Linked DNA regions of Mus musculus: all the other regions are linked to region 1. The links are chromatin contacts, called in public HiChIP or PLAC-seq and promoter capture Hi-C maps. All regions are on one chromosome and are shown on one strand. Each heading gives the region's core, a stretch centred on a gene start, on an enhancer-like site or on the middle of the called end of the contact. The rest is flanking DNA. Distances are from core to core; before and after follow the strand shown.

Region 1 (4,544 bases), core at 1,026-3,525:
TCTCGGCTCTAGCTCTGCCTCTCCTCATAGCGCACAGTGCTCTGCTCTTCCGTCTTTCCCCATCACCACAGCACATTTGTTCATCTTAATGGCGTCTGCAGGCCCTGGGACAGCCTTTGCCCTGTCCAGCTTCTGCCTACCTGCCCTGGAATTATGCTTTTTGTCCTCAACTAACACATGACTTCATCAGTCTTGTTGTATAAACTGAGGGAAATAATGCATTCGACCAACAGGTGGCAGCCTTCCCTCTTCATCAGACTGCCCAGTCACACCAACCAGTTAAACCACTGGTGGTAGGTAGAGTGTCCTGAAGAATCATATATTTGCCCTTTCCTTCTGAAGAAAGAGTTTGTGTATCATGCCATCCTTCTCTTTATAAGTGACTCTAGTTTAAGGACTAGTAAATCAGTTTACTATTAAATAGTATATGGAAATAATGAATACTTTCAAAATATTGAAATAATGCTCAAATCTGGCCCTGTCTTCATGCCTGATTTGACACCTGCAGAGACATCTTCTCTTGTCTCAAAACAAAGCAAAACAAAACATAAACTTTCTTGAAGGTACATGAGAAAAATAAAACATGATTACGTAGAAAATTGGATGTGACGGTGTACGCCTGTAATCACAGTGTTCAGGAGATGGGGGAAGAAGGCTAGTAGTTTGAATGAGCCTCAGCTGCATAGCAAATGTGAACCAGCCTAGGCTACAAGAGACTGACTCTGGGATCAACACCACAAGCTGGGAACATATCCTTCACTTCTGACTACTCTGATATTAACACTAAGAGCACTGGCTACTCTTCCAGAGGACTTGAGTTCAACTCCCAACATTTATGTGAAGCTTAATAACTGTCTGTGACTCCAGGTCTCTCTTCTGGTCTCCACAAACACCAGGAATACACGTGGTACACAGACATGCAAGCAAGCAAAATAAAAAATAATTAAAAAAATTTAAATGTACGAGACCACACTTCTCCAATCCCACCAAAAAAGTCCTATCTATTCTCATTTAGACTTCTGTCTGTGAGTCCGGTGGCCACCATTTGGAACACAATAAGAACTTATCCTATCCCAGTTTTGGACTTCATCATACCAAGACCTTGGGTCTCATATTTAGAACAGATTGCTTCTTTCAGAACCATAGCTACATTAGTCATTTCAGACATGGTCTTTCCAGTCTATATTGCCTGTTTCCTATGGTGTCTAAATCCATAGGGTCCTGTCACCTTGCAGTCATGTGAAAGAAGGTGGAAAGTAAGGTAAATAGATGTATTGTTGGGAGGGTTAGGGAAGGAGAGGACTTAGGCTCAGTCTCTTTCAGTTCTCACAAGAGTAATCTGGTCCAGAGGGCCAAAGCATGCCCACGGGAGGGTTTAATCTCGATAACCAAAGAGTTGCACCTGGGTGTTGGGATCCTGTTGACTATTCCACCAGATCCCACATCCGCTCCCAGCTGTTGCCCAGCTCCAATGCATACCTGTGTCCACTGCAAGGGCCCTAGTACTCTCTTCTCTCCGTGATGAACATTTGATGCTCAAGACAGCTAAGTATTTCCCGCGTTTGTCTGACTTGGAAGAGGTTAGATTTGAGATGCTAGTTCACTTCGTTCATACAGGCTGCAATTACTGTGGACCTGTAGAGCGAATACACTGTAACAACTCTGTGCTAGGATTTGGGAGGCAAGAATTCAAGCTCTAGCCTTGGGTAGGTCCACTCAGTTCTCTCTAGACCGCAGATAGAACGCTCATAGTTCAGGCACCCTCCACCAGGTGGCTCTGAAGACCAGGAGAACTAACTGGGACGCTTTTGACAACAGAACATCAGAGAGACTGTCAACGTTACGCTAACAGCAGAACGAGGACTGGCAGATTTGTACTGGACTGCAGCAAGTTCAGGGAAGAAGTGATTTGAGCCAGATCTCTGATCTTGAGCAAACGTGTCTACTCAAAGAATAAATAGGTTTGGGGGGTCGGAGGGAGGCTGATTGAAGAGCAAAATATATACAATTCAAAGGCGCACAAGATACTAATGTTTCTAGAAAGAGAAGCCTAGGCTTCTAGGGTCTGGGTGATTCCCAGCATCTAGAGGGATACTTCGCCCAGCTCAGGTGAGTTTCTGGCCGCTGTCAGAAGCCTCACGCCCCGCCGCTTGGGCGCCATGACCACGCCCCCATCCTCGGCCCTGCCTCTCGGGAGACATAACCACGCCTCCACCTTCAGCCCTGCCTCTTGGGCACCCTGACCACACCCCCATCGTCAGCCCCGCCCCTCCCGGAGCCCGCCGCTGGAGCTGGCCTAACCCGCTGCTGAGGCGAAGCAGCCTAGTGCCCGCCGCCGTAGGGCGCCAGCGGAGCTCCGCGAGCCCCGCAAGTGGCGAAGTCCGGGTGAGCTAACCGTCCCGGCTCCTCAGAAACCGAAAGCAACTCAGGGTGGTGAGCCGGAGGCGTGTGTGGTAGCGGGCGAACTGAGGCGACGCGGGACACCCGCGCCCGGCCGAGGGCACTTTTGCAAGACTTGTGAGCACAGCCCGTTAACGTGAGCTTAATGCCAGGGTCTCGAGCCTGCGCCGGTGCTATAGCGCGTGCTCGATTGGAAACAGAACCCGACTCTGCAGAAGGTGAGTTCCAGATTTCAGCAGACCCGGGCGCCTAGAGGTGAGCACCCACCGCAGGTTGGACGGAGACAGTCCTCACACCACTGCTTGACCCCCTTGCCACCCAACTGTGAGGTGTTACAGTTCTGAGGACAGTTCTGAGGACTTTTGTTGCGGATCCCTCTGGGCCATTCTGGTTGGCTTCTTTCTTCCTCAGCCTCTCCACTCTGTCTGCTGACTTTCCATATTTGGCTATTTTACTTTCGTGAGAACTCTGTTTATCTCGCTGCGGCAGGCGCGGGGCTCGTCGGAGTCCAGTTGTGGGCTAAGGTCTGTAAAATGAGGAGAGACTCCCTTCTCCCCAATCCTCTCCATGGCCTGTGAAAAAAGGCATCCAGCTTGTTGCAATAAACATCGGGCATAGGTGCTGTGTGAAAACTAGATTAGGGCCAAAGAGGACGGTTCCCTTTTCCAGGAATATACACATTTTTTAAAAGTCTTAGGGAATACTTAAAATGCAAAGAAATTGGTTAAAGCATTTCTGAGAATAGAACTTCCTGGGTGTGTGAGAGATAATTTTAGACAGCAAACGTCTGGGTTAACGAGTCCTCCCCAATCCAGAGATCCTAACATAACTGAGAGTCTGGATAAAAACCTGACACCTTGGACAACTGATTTAAACAGAAAAGGCAGAAATTACAGATGGAAAGATGGATGGGAGATGAAGGTGGGAAAGGTAGTGAGTTCAGGAAATGGGTTGTCTCCAGACTCTGGACTGTAGTCTCCCTGGTCTCTTGTAGGGCTAGCTGTGGAAAGGGGCCACAACAGAGAAGGGTGACGTTCTCAGGGTCCCTGGCTAAGGCCGGTGGTGTGGGACAAGGATGGCCGACGTCAGTGGAGAACCCACTGGATGTGGGTGGATGACATAGGGGCCCAGCCACTGGGAGTAAGAGCTTTCCTTTTTGGGGTATCTCAGGGTGACTTGCAAAGTTGGGGAGCCAAAGCCTCTGAGTCAGTCCTGTTAGACTAGGGGGAGAAACAGCCTTATGTAGTTACAATCCCCACTTTCCTGAGGGGGGCCTTGAAGAAAAAAGAGCCACTAAACGTGAAGCTGCCCCTTATGGTCCATTTGCTCCTCACTCAATGTCATGTGCTCTCATTTTGTCCCCCACGACACCCTTGTGAGTCAGGGTAGCTTTGCACATCCCCCAGATGTCGAGGGGAAGCACCTAGTGTCAACTCAGTCCTGAGCTCTGCTGCTGGGCCAGGCGGGGGACTCTGAGGTTTCTGCTTCAGGACTGTCAGCTTGGTTCCTCAGAGAGCCACAACTGCCTACCTCCCCTTTAGTCTGAGGGGTCAGCAAAAGGACCCAGATTCCCCTAAGTGCCTGGAGCATCTGTTCCAGCAATGTGGGTAAAGTTCTGCTGGAAACTGCCCCTGACGTTGTATGAACCAATGCCACACTGTCCACGCAGCCAGCCAAGTGACTGGGGAAGGATCTGTGTCTGATTTTGTGGTAGCCTGGAATCTGGCATTGGTTAGCCTAAAAAGATGTTGGCTGAACTGCACTCCGTTTATTTGGGGTGTGCCTCCCAGTTACTGAGGGCGGGTGTTAGTAAGAGTTGATTAGATCCCAGGAATCAGATTAAGATGCAGGTTATAAATAACCTATCACATTACACTAGCTTCTCTTTCCCAGAGAGAAGGGAGAGGTCCCACATGATTTCAAGCTAGAACTCAGAAAACCTCATAGCAGGGAATGGGCAGCAGCCAAGCCTGAGCCTTCTGAGGCAACTCCTATGTTCTTTCCAGTATATGTTGAGTAGAGGAAGCCAAGACTCTCTGGACAGATGTGAGAACCAGTGAGGAGTTGGCCCCTGGCCGAAGTTTTAAAGACTTAACAAACCAGAAGAAGAGGACACCGGAACAGATGCAGTCTCTAAGTGCTTT
Region 2 (4,544 bases), core at 1,133-3,632, 480 kb after region 1:
TGCCTCTGCCTCCCGAGTGCTGGGATTAAAGTCAGCTGCATCTCAACTGCAGAAAGCTCACGCTGCAATGTGACGTCACTGAGCCTTGGAACTTGTCAGCAATGTGCAGACAGCCTGCCTTAGGCCTGCTCACTTATCCACCCATCAATCACCTTTCCTGTTATTAAGGTCTTTTTGGAACGTTAGTTGCAACCAAAAGCATTAACTGGCTGCAAAGTTCACTGGACACATTCTGACAGGCAGAATTCAAGCCGTCTCTCTCAGCTAACAATCTCCTTTCACATTCTGCTGTCGGAATTAAAAATAGCTTTTAATTTTGAGTGGCTTAAGCACTTCAATATACTAACTCTCCCTGTGAGTTAGTTCCCCATGCTTGCCCTTCAGTGGCAACAGGACTTGGGAAGCAGGACCCGTGATACTGAAGCAGGCCATTCCATCAAAGCTGGGCCTGCTCAGACAAAGACTCAACCCTGCCAATAAGCTTACAAGCACTCCTTCCTGGAGGTTAAGAGGTAGATAGGCTGCCATTACTCAAATGCAGGTCTTATCACAGTAACTTTCCAACCCCACGACTTCCTCAAATCATCAGACGAAGGGGCTAAAGTCTTAGGACTAAATTTTTATCTATGCTAAAGGAAAGATACTAAATCGTAGCTATGTCTCATTAAATCTTCAGATGATAGCTAGCTGGTTTTTAATACATTTGAGAGAGAGAGAGAGAGAGAGAGAGAGAGTGTGTGTGTGTGTTGTGCGCGCGTGCGTGGGCATGCACTCGCTATGGCACATGTAGGAGGTCAGACGACAAGCTGTAGGAATCATTCTCTTCTACCATATGGATTTTGGGATTGAACTTGTGTCAGGTGCTATTATTCAATCTCTCCAGCCCCACTTAGCTGGTTTTTATATCTTAATCTTAAAAGTGTTTTTTCTACCTTACCTTGATGCTGGTAGACTGTAGTTTCTGGAAAAAGTATCTCTGAAATGAAAGAGGAACTTTCAGCAGAGCGATGATGGCATTGCAGAGGCATGCTGTGTGCTGTGGGAGAGAGAAGTCAGCTGAGAAAACCGCCAACAAATGCTTCCAAGAGCCCATGGCACTTGGCAGAAGGCACAACATCCACACGTGCACAGAACAGTCATCCCAGTGGGGCTGCTGTTCCAGAGGACCCAGGTTCAATTCCCAGCACCCACATGGTGGCTCATAACCATTCATAAAGGGATCTTATGTCCTCTTCTGGCATGCAGATGGATGTACATGCAACAGAGCACTCATACATAAAAAATTAAATAATTAATTAAAAAACCAAATTTGTCTGGTAGTGGCACCTTTAAACCCAACACTCAGGAGACAGACAGATCTCTGAGTTTGAGCCCAGCTTGGTTTACAGAGCAAATGCCAGGATTATCAAGGCTATACTGAGAAACCCTGTCTCAAATCACACACCCCCACCTAAAAATTGCAATCAGATTTCTACTTTATTTTTTTGGTTTTTTTCGAGACAGGGTTTCTCTGTGTAGCCCTGGTTGTCCCGGGTCTCACTCTGTAGACCAGGCTGGCCTTGATTGAACTCAGAAATCCGCCTGCCTCTGCCTTATTTTATTTTCTTAATTTTTTGGTTTTTAAAAAATTAGAGTTATTTACTAAATTTATATTCTGTGTTTTTAACCTTGGCAGCATGATAGAATCACATGAATGCTTCTAAAAAAATGCTGTCCTTGTCTAATGGCAGGATTATGCTGTGATTAAACCCATCACACATATTGTAAGCCTATAATGCATTCAACATGTTTAAGTATACTGAACACTGCCTTAAAAGTGCCCTAGACACTCCAGTAATTTGAACTCATGTGGCTGAAACCTCTAATGCTGGATCCAGTGTACGAGTGGCCGGCTTCTACTCTTATTCCTGGTATCACTGTGGGCCAGGCCTGTTCCAGACTTAGAGACAACTGTCTTTGGAGGCAGTTGGGAGGGATGACTGGATACTGATGTGGCTTTTAAAAAGCTCCCAAAGTGACTCTAGTTTGGAGTTAGAGTAAGGAACTACTGCAGCTTCAGTTTGATTGCTTAAGAAGCATACAATAAAGAAGTTGGCTCTGCACCTACACAAGGTGGACCTGATAAAAGCTGCCTGTACCTGGGGAAGTGAGACTTGATATGTGAGAGAGGCCATGCCGTCAGGATGGGCTAAGTGCTGCCATGGACGGGGTTGTTTAATCCTTTCATGGGTATTCTGGTGGATAAATGCATAGTGAAAAGGTAAACGGAGAGGCTGGTGACCCTAACTGTGCAGAAGTCTACTGACGGTATTATAGAGCGTGGGGTGGAGGGAAGGTTGTCCTTGTATTATACAATGGTGATTTCTGTGCCGGCAGAGAGTAGAGTACTGCCAGGACTTTGGTATTGTTATTTTAATTGCTCAGCAAGGGCATCATCTTTTGTAAACTTTCTTCTCCATCACTTTCTGATTGGTTTAAGAAAGAGCTGGCAGTCTGTAGCTGAGGCAGGAGAGGAAATTCAGGACATCCAGGCAGAGATCGGAACTGTGGGAGGACTTGAGAGGGGTGAGACTCGCAGCCAGACCCGAGGAAGTCCCAAGAGTGAATTCGAGGTGACCGGCCACGTGGCAAACGTGGAGTTAATTAACTTATACAAACTAGCAGAGGACAAGCCTAAGCTATAGGCCTAAGCTTTCAGGAATAAGAAGAGGTCCCTGTGTCATTATTTTAGTGCTGGCAGGCTGAGAGAGGCTGGCTACATTTGTGTGATTTTTTTTTTCTCTGGTTTTTTTCGAGACAGGGTTTCTCTGTGTAGCCCTGGCTGTCCTGGAACTCACTTTGTAGACCAGGCCGGCCTTGAACTCAGAAATCTGCCTGCCTCTGCCTCCCAAGTGCTGGGATTAAAGGAGTGCGCCACCACGCCCGGCTTTTGTGTGATATTTCTAATTTGTATGTTCTTTACAATGAAGTCCTAATAATAAATTATAAAAACTTAGCAAACAAATGCCACTTGCCATGTAGGAAACTGGGGCATACTTCCGGTTAAGCGACTCCACCTCCTCTAGGACGCGACTGTACACGGACATCATTCTTCTCTCATACTCACTGTCGGCGTGGGCAGCGCCCGTGGACCCATACTCCTGGAAGCTGAGCAGAGACCAGCAGTTCATCCATCCTAGCACCTTCATCACCTCCATGCATTTGCTAACCATGGCTCACATTCTCACCTCATCTTTTAAAAAATGAAGTTATTTCCAATTACAGATAAGGAAACTGAGGCTTGTTAAGATTAATCTGACTACACTTGTGTAACTATTAAGTCACAAGTTGTAACTCAAACCCAAATCTGACTACAAATGACATAATTCTTAGCTATTCACATGAAGGCTATTTGTCACCATACAGGAAAGACACTTGAGAAAGGGCCAGCAGGTAACATACTGATATGACATCATATAAGTAACAGATGGAACACAGGGAGCAGGTTAGCAAATCACTTGGTCAGCATGCCATTAGACCTGGGGATGGCTGAAGAAATGCTATGAACGGAAAGCCTGGAAGTGAAAAAAAGCACTGGACGGAGCGGGAGCTGCTGGGACAGAGCTAGGAAAGCTTAGCCTAGATTCCTTCCTGTCACCTTCTCTGAAAACATTTCTGACAGAGATAAGACAAAACTCTGCAGTCCTAAACACACTGGAAGTGTGTGCAGTGCAGGCAATCCACACCAGGCACATACGTGCTAAAAGTCCTTTAAACCTTTCAGTGAGGCACTACGTGTCATCTGCTCATTCTATCTCCGCTGCCTGGGCAGAAGGAGTTGTGCCTGCAGCTTACGTACCCATGCCTTAGTGAGAACAAATATACTCCCTGAGCTAGCAGTGAAAAGACATCTGTGGTCATATCTGCCTGACTCCAGGGCTCTGTAAAACACTTTAAATGTCATTAAGACAAGAAATAAAACTATTACAATGGACACACTATGTGGAAGAAAAATATCTGTTTGGCTGAGACTGACTTTCTACCGTGCAAGGCTGAGCTCTCAAACACTGAACTGGCAAAGTGGTACGGCAAGGCTTGCATGCAATGCAATCTCAGGTCTCCCCAGCAGCTTTCCTTTCCCCTCTTCCTCAAACCCTGGTGCGATCGTTGGTCCCGTAACAATGCACCCGACATTATATAAGGCAGCATCATCCAACTTACCTTGCTGATTCAGGATCCAAAACCAGGGCTTCTATGGCATGAGCTATCAGTAAGCAGCTCTGCTGCTGGCTACAACAGTGTTAAGTCACACACAAGAACAGAAAGACCACTACACACTTTTGTTACAGAGCATTCATTACGTTCCAATCAATCAATCAATCAATCAATCAATCAATCAATCAATAAAAACTCTAAGAACTAACTCATAAGCCTGACAACTTCACAACAGTTTCTTTTTTCCCTTCTTTCCAATGAGATCAGAAATTGCTAATAAGAAAATATGGATGGCTTCGGGAGTTGAGGGAACAGATGTAGCAGTGACCACAACAAAGGACAAAGGAGAT
Region 3 (4,544 bases), core at 660-3,159, 460 kb after region 1:
GAAGAGGGCGTGGCCTTTGCTGCTGAAAAGCTGAATGATCTCCATCTGGGTCTTGTTCACAGGATGCTGTTCCCCAGCTGTGGACTAGTGCATCTTCCAGGTCTAAACATGAGCCAATGGGCTTATTTTGCCCTGGATGTGTTTTTGAAGGGCCGCCTCTGTGCAGCATGGATTTTTCTAACTTGTTCTTATGAGCTTGGGTCTCTGCGTGCACTCAGTGCTCAGCCTCCAAATTCTGTAGCCAGGCTGGTGAGGCCAATGGCAGTGTGACATTAGTCATTCACTTAGGAACCAGTGGCCATGGACTTCTGGACTTGGTGGGAAACCTGAGAGAGACATCTTCAGACCATCCAGAAAAAACAAAGGATTGAGACAAATCAAATCGCCTACCCATCCAAGGTACCTCAAACACCACTAGTCCAATGTCAAACCAACCCTCAGAGGCACGTTACTTCCTGTTGTTTCTCTTCCATAGCAGTCTAAACACACACAGACACACAGACCTCATGCTGAGGTTTTGTTAGATTCCAAGTCATCACTTAACCTCTAAGAAATCTCTCCAGCCCCAGTGTGTTCTTTCTGTCCAGGAAAACAAAGTTTGGCTGTGTGCTGGAAGACACATTCATAATAGCTCAAATCTCCTGAGTGCTCTGTGAGCCAGACTACTAATTTATTTAGTGGGGATAATCTTGGAGAGTCCTGGGCTTCCTTGTTAATAACTCAGTGGCCAAATGAATCGCAGTCTCTCCAGGTCTCTCATATCACCTCTCGTAAGGAGTTTTCTTTCTTTCACAACAGTTCTATGGACTGGCTGTTGGGTGGTACCTAAAGATTGCTGTGACCTCTTTGGGGGACAACACTTTCTTCCTTGGGAAAAATTCCTTTCTCTTCCAAATTGTTCTGAAGAGGCTGCTGATCAGAGTTCCCTGGTCTCTTCCTTCCAAGGTGTGTAGCAGGGGCATCCATGACAGCTATGAGGGGCACCTCACTCACCTGACACAGTGAGAATTCAGCCAAGGGTCAGGTGAGTCAAAGGAAAGAAAAGTCAAGGATTTTTTTTCTTGGTAAAGCTTGTGGGAAAACACTTTTCTGTCAAGTAGCTGTATGAATTTGACCACAGAGAGCTGCTGCTCGAGACTCTGGAAGGAAAAGGCACTCAGTACTCAGAGAAAAGGAGTAAGCTGGTGAGCTGGGTGTGGTGGCTCGCTCGCTTCTGTAAATCCCAGTACTCAGCAGGCTGAGCTGGGAGAACTGCTGTCAACCGGAGGTCAACCTAGACTGCAGTGAGACACTGTCTTAACCGGAAAGGAAATAGAAGAGAAAAAGAAACAAAACTTTAGAAAGAGGCAAATGTGGGCACAAGGGGAGATCTTTTGTCATGCCAGCTTCCTTATCCTGACTGTCCTGTGATTTTTTTTCCCCACCAACCCTTCATTCTCTGAGCTCCCAGAAATTCCTAGAAGTCAAGTCTGTCTGTCCATCTGTCTCTCTTTCTCCCTACTAGAATTTCTACCAACCCAGAGTTCTGCCAACTCAGATGGCCTGTCTCCTTGATGAGCATCAGGTTGTTCTTGTCCTCTTCATTATGCTGGCCTCCATTTTATGAAATTGCCTGAAATGTGAGGCTGTGGGTTACAGCCAGCAGGCGACGAAGGAGCACGTGACATGGGTAGGAAGCCAGGCATCGATAGCATGCCTAGGTTACTGGGAAGGAGGTGGTAAGAGACACACATAAGCTTCTGCACATTTTCACCTCGACTGTCACCCTGCTCATCAACAGTGACCCCACAGCCACCCCTGAGAGCTTCTTAAAAGGCAGCAGATCTCATCCCTCCCAAGGAGGCCCATGAGAACAGCCTGCCCTGCCTTGCTGTTGGGAAATGTTGACCCAAGCCAGGCTGGGCATGATGACACAAGATATTTGCAACTCTTTGCCACCCTTTTCAGAACTTTGCATCCCTGGCTTCACTCGGTGTGCACTATCTCATTCTTGCGCTAAATCCCTTAATTCCTAACACCTGATTGGCTGGAGCACAGGTTCTGTTCCCACAGTTCCACGCTGACTAATGCTCATAGAATTAGGTGGGTCCTGTACCAAGCCTTCTGTATTCATTGTGCCTCCTCACCAGCTGCCTCCCCTCTGTGTGTGCTGAGGGAAAGGTGCACAGTCCGTGTCCCTCCTTCCTCTGACCTCTGCCTGCTTCACTTTCAGACTGTTTCCCGTTCCATGTCTGGCAGGTGGTCTGAAGATGTGACACAGGCTGGCACCCAGTTAGGGCTTGTGTTAGGAATAGTTTCCTGTTCATGATTTCTAATTAGAAAACTTGATCAGGGCCCCAGGCAGTGGTGATGCACACTTTTAATCCCAGCACTCAGGAGGCAGGCAGATCTGCAGGTGGATCAAGGCCAACCTGGTCTACAGAGTGAGTTCCAAGACAGCTAGGACTACTCAGAGAAACACTGTCTTGAAAAACAAAACAAAACAAAACAAAACAAAAACAAACAAACAAAAAACTAAAAAACTAAAAGGAAGGAAGGAAATACTATGAGGGAAGGAAATCTATACCCTCATGAGAACTCAGTACAGAGAGTGTAAAATCATGGCATTCTCAGCTTAGACACCACCTAATAGATTTTGCTTGTGGGGACACTGAACCTGGTTTGTCTCCATGTCACCTTTCCAGCTCCATTTCCCCCATCATTTAGTGGGGACATCAAGACCATTTGTCACTGACCAGTGTCTTTGAGTGATGGCCTCCCTCACTACTGAATTTGCCGGAGGCCTCACTCATGTCTGGCTCTCCCTGCTCATGACTGACTGATCAGGCACTGCTTGAGCTGGGGTTGGTGTGGCTATACGGACAAATGTCAGATTGCCGGAGTAAACGGTGTTAGACGGTACTCCAGTCTGGCTCATCTGTCTTCACACCCAGACACTGCTATGATTTAGAAAACAGGCATTAGGTAAAGAAAGGCCCTGCTTGTTAGTTATTTAGCTGGTTAGTTAGCTAGATATTTATTTAGCTAGATAGTTAGCTAGCTGACTAGCCTTGCTTCAGAGTAGTGTCTCTTGCAGCCCACAGTGGCCTCACACTCAGTAAGAATGACTCTGGACTCCCGACTTCCTGCCTCCATCTCCTCAGTCATTTCACACCCAGTTTACACAGTGCTGGGGATCAAACACACACCTTTGTGTGTGCTAAGCTCTATCCTTAGACTCTGTGTGTGTGTGTGTGTGTGTGTGTGTGTGTGTGTTTGTATATGTGCCAGAAGAGGGAGTTGGATCCCTTGGAGCTGGAGTTATAGCTGGTTGTGAGATGCCTGGATACTGGGAACCAAATTCAAGTTCTCTAGAAGAACACAAGTGCTCTTGACTCCTGAGCCACCTCTCCAGCTTAATTTATTTTAGTGAAGAAAGAATAGAGTATAGCTCAGGGGTAGTGCCAGAGGTTAGTTGTGTGAGGCTCTGTGTTCTGTCCTCCCCCACCCCCCACCTTCCACTCCCACTCCCCACACTAGGTCAAGGGGAAAAGTGGGGGAGAGGAAGATGGAGAAGTGACTCCCCCGGGGCATTTCCCCATTGTCGCCTCTTTCCCATGTTTGACTTCAGTGCCTTTTCTCTGCCCAGCCCCTCTTCATGCCTCATGTGCCTACCTTGAGCAGTGGCCTCTCCAGGACTCCCTGCCACTGGGCACTTTAGGCTGACATCATTTGGAGAGGGCACTGAGGGGAGCACAAGGCGTTAGACGTCTCATCATGAAGTAACATCCATCAGGGCCTGGCAGCTATGCTGAGCACTACAAAGGACCACCGGAGCATACGGAGAGTCCAGAAGATCAGGAAGAGGAGACAGGAACTACCTGGGGCCATATAACCCAACACACAATGGTGAGCTTGCAGATGACACATAACCCACAGGCCTTCCTTTGGTGACTGTTTGGCTCTAAGCAGCTTCTATCCAGGTCCGCACGATGGTTTTGGACAGAAGGGAGGACTAGAGTCTCATGCTCAGAGTGGCCAGGCAGTGTCCTCCACATCATTATCTCCAGCAAAGCCCTCCTGTCCGTCCATCCTCTCAGCTGCCTGACCCAGAAGACGGCTGGGCGGTGTTGACAGAGCTGTGGCTGAGCATCCTTCCTGCTGACCATCCCAGAAAAAGGCTGGACATCCTGCAAGCCTGTTTTGGCCTGTTTACTCTGCTAAATTCCCATCTACTTGTAAAGGGCCCTGGCACACTCTGGGCCTCAAATTATGTGATAAGAAAATACACACGTATGCTTTTTCTATCCCTGTGACATATCCTGAGAAGTAAGCAGTTGAAGTGAGTTTGTTTCTTACTATTAAAAAAAGTAAATCTTTTGAATATTTTCTTTACTTAAGTAATATATTACTAAGAGTCACATTATTTTTAAAAATATATTCTTTATTTAGTTGTTTTGTTTGTTTTTGAGACAGAAAGGCCCTGTGGCTTCTCTTTCTCCACCTCCCTTCTCGGAACCCCCTGCCTGCTCTGGACCCCCCTTCACCCCTCTTTTCTTTGGACA

The links. Promoter capture Hi-C pulls out the DNA fragments that hold promoters and counts their contacts. HiChIP or PLAC-seq counts read pairs in DNA pulled down with a chosen protein or histone mark.
Region 2: a promoter capture Hi-C map of embryonic stem cells shows a contact between it and region 1, with 2.6 times the contacts expected there. The contact joins the enhancer-like site here to the promoter of Traf5 in region 1. A contact is called at or near these places in 5 of 39 promoter capture datasets (the 3T3-L1 cell line, embryonic stem cells, hematopoietic stem and progenitor cells and 1 more), 1 of 484 Hi-C or Micro-C datasets (bone marrow-derived macrophages), 1 of 115 datasets of contacts at active chromatin or transcription factors (embryonic forebrain) and 1 of 9 other capture datasets (macrophages).
Region 3: a FOXA1 HiChIP or PLAC-seq map of pancreatic cancer cells shows a contact between it and region 1. The contact joins the enhancer-like site here to the promoter of Traf5 in region 1. A contact is called at or near these places in 4 of 39 promoter capture datasets (embryonic stem cells, hippocampal neurons and liver), 3 of 115 datasets of contacts at active chromatin or transcription factors (embryonic forebrain, large pre-B cells and pancreatic cancer cells) and 2 of 9 other capture datasets (adipose tissue and embryonic stem cells).

Annotation. Positions count from the first base shown.
Region 1 is chr1:192,090,330-192,094,873 of GRCm38.p6, reverse strand. Traf5 (TNF receptor-associated factor 5) reads left to right here and starts at 2,275. Exons shown (of 14, transcript NM_011633.2): 1 at 2,275-2,618.
Region 2 is chr1:191,614,304-191,618,847 of GRCm38.p6, reverse strand. Ints7 (integrator complex subunit 7) reads right to left here. Exons shown (of 20, transcript NM_178632.6): 16 at 4,201-4,269; 17 at 3,015-3,147; 18 at 938-1,036. Among named protein-coding and RNA genes, the nearest start is that of Gm39741, 33 kb to the left of the region's middle. Within about 2 kb of position 2,382, at least 5 of the 459 cell types and tissues checked have an H3K27ac peak or open chromatin away from gene starts, as enhancers often do. A contact at or near this core is called in embryonic stem cells, where this site is marked.
Region 3 is chr1:191,630,261-191,634,804 of GRCm38.p6, reverse strand. No RefSeq gene overlaps it. Among named protein-coding and RNA genes, the nearest start is that of Gm39741, 17 kb to the left of the region's middle. Within about 2 kb of position 1,909, at least 14 of the 459 cell types and tissues checked have an H3K27ac peak or open chromatin away from gene starts, as enhancers often do. A contact at or near this core is called in adipose tissue, liver and pancreatic cancer cells, where this site is marked.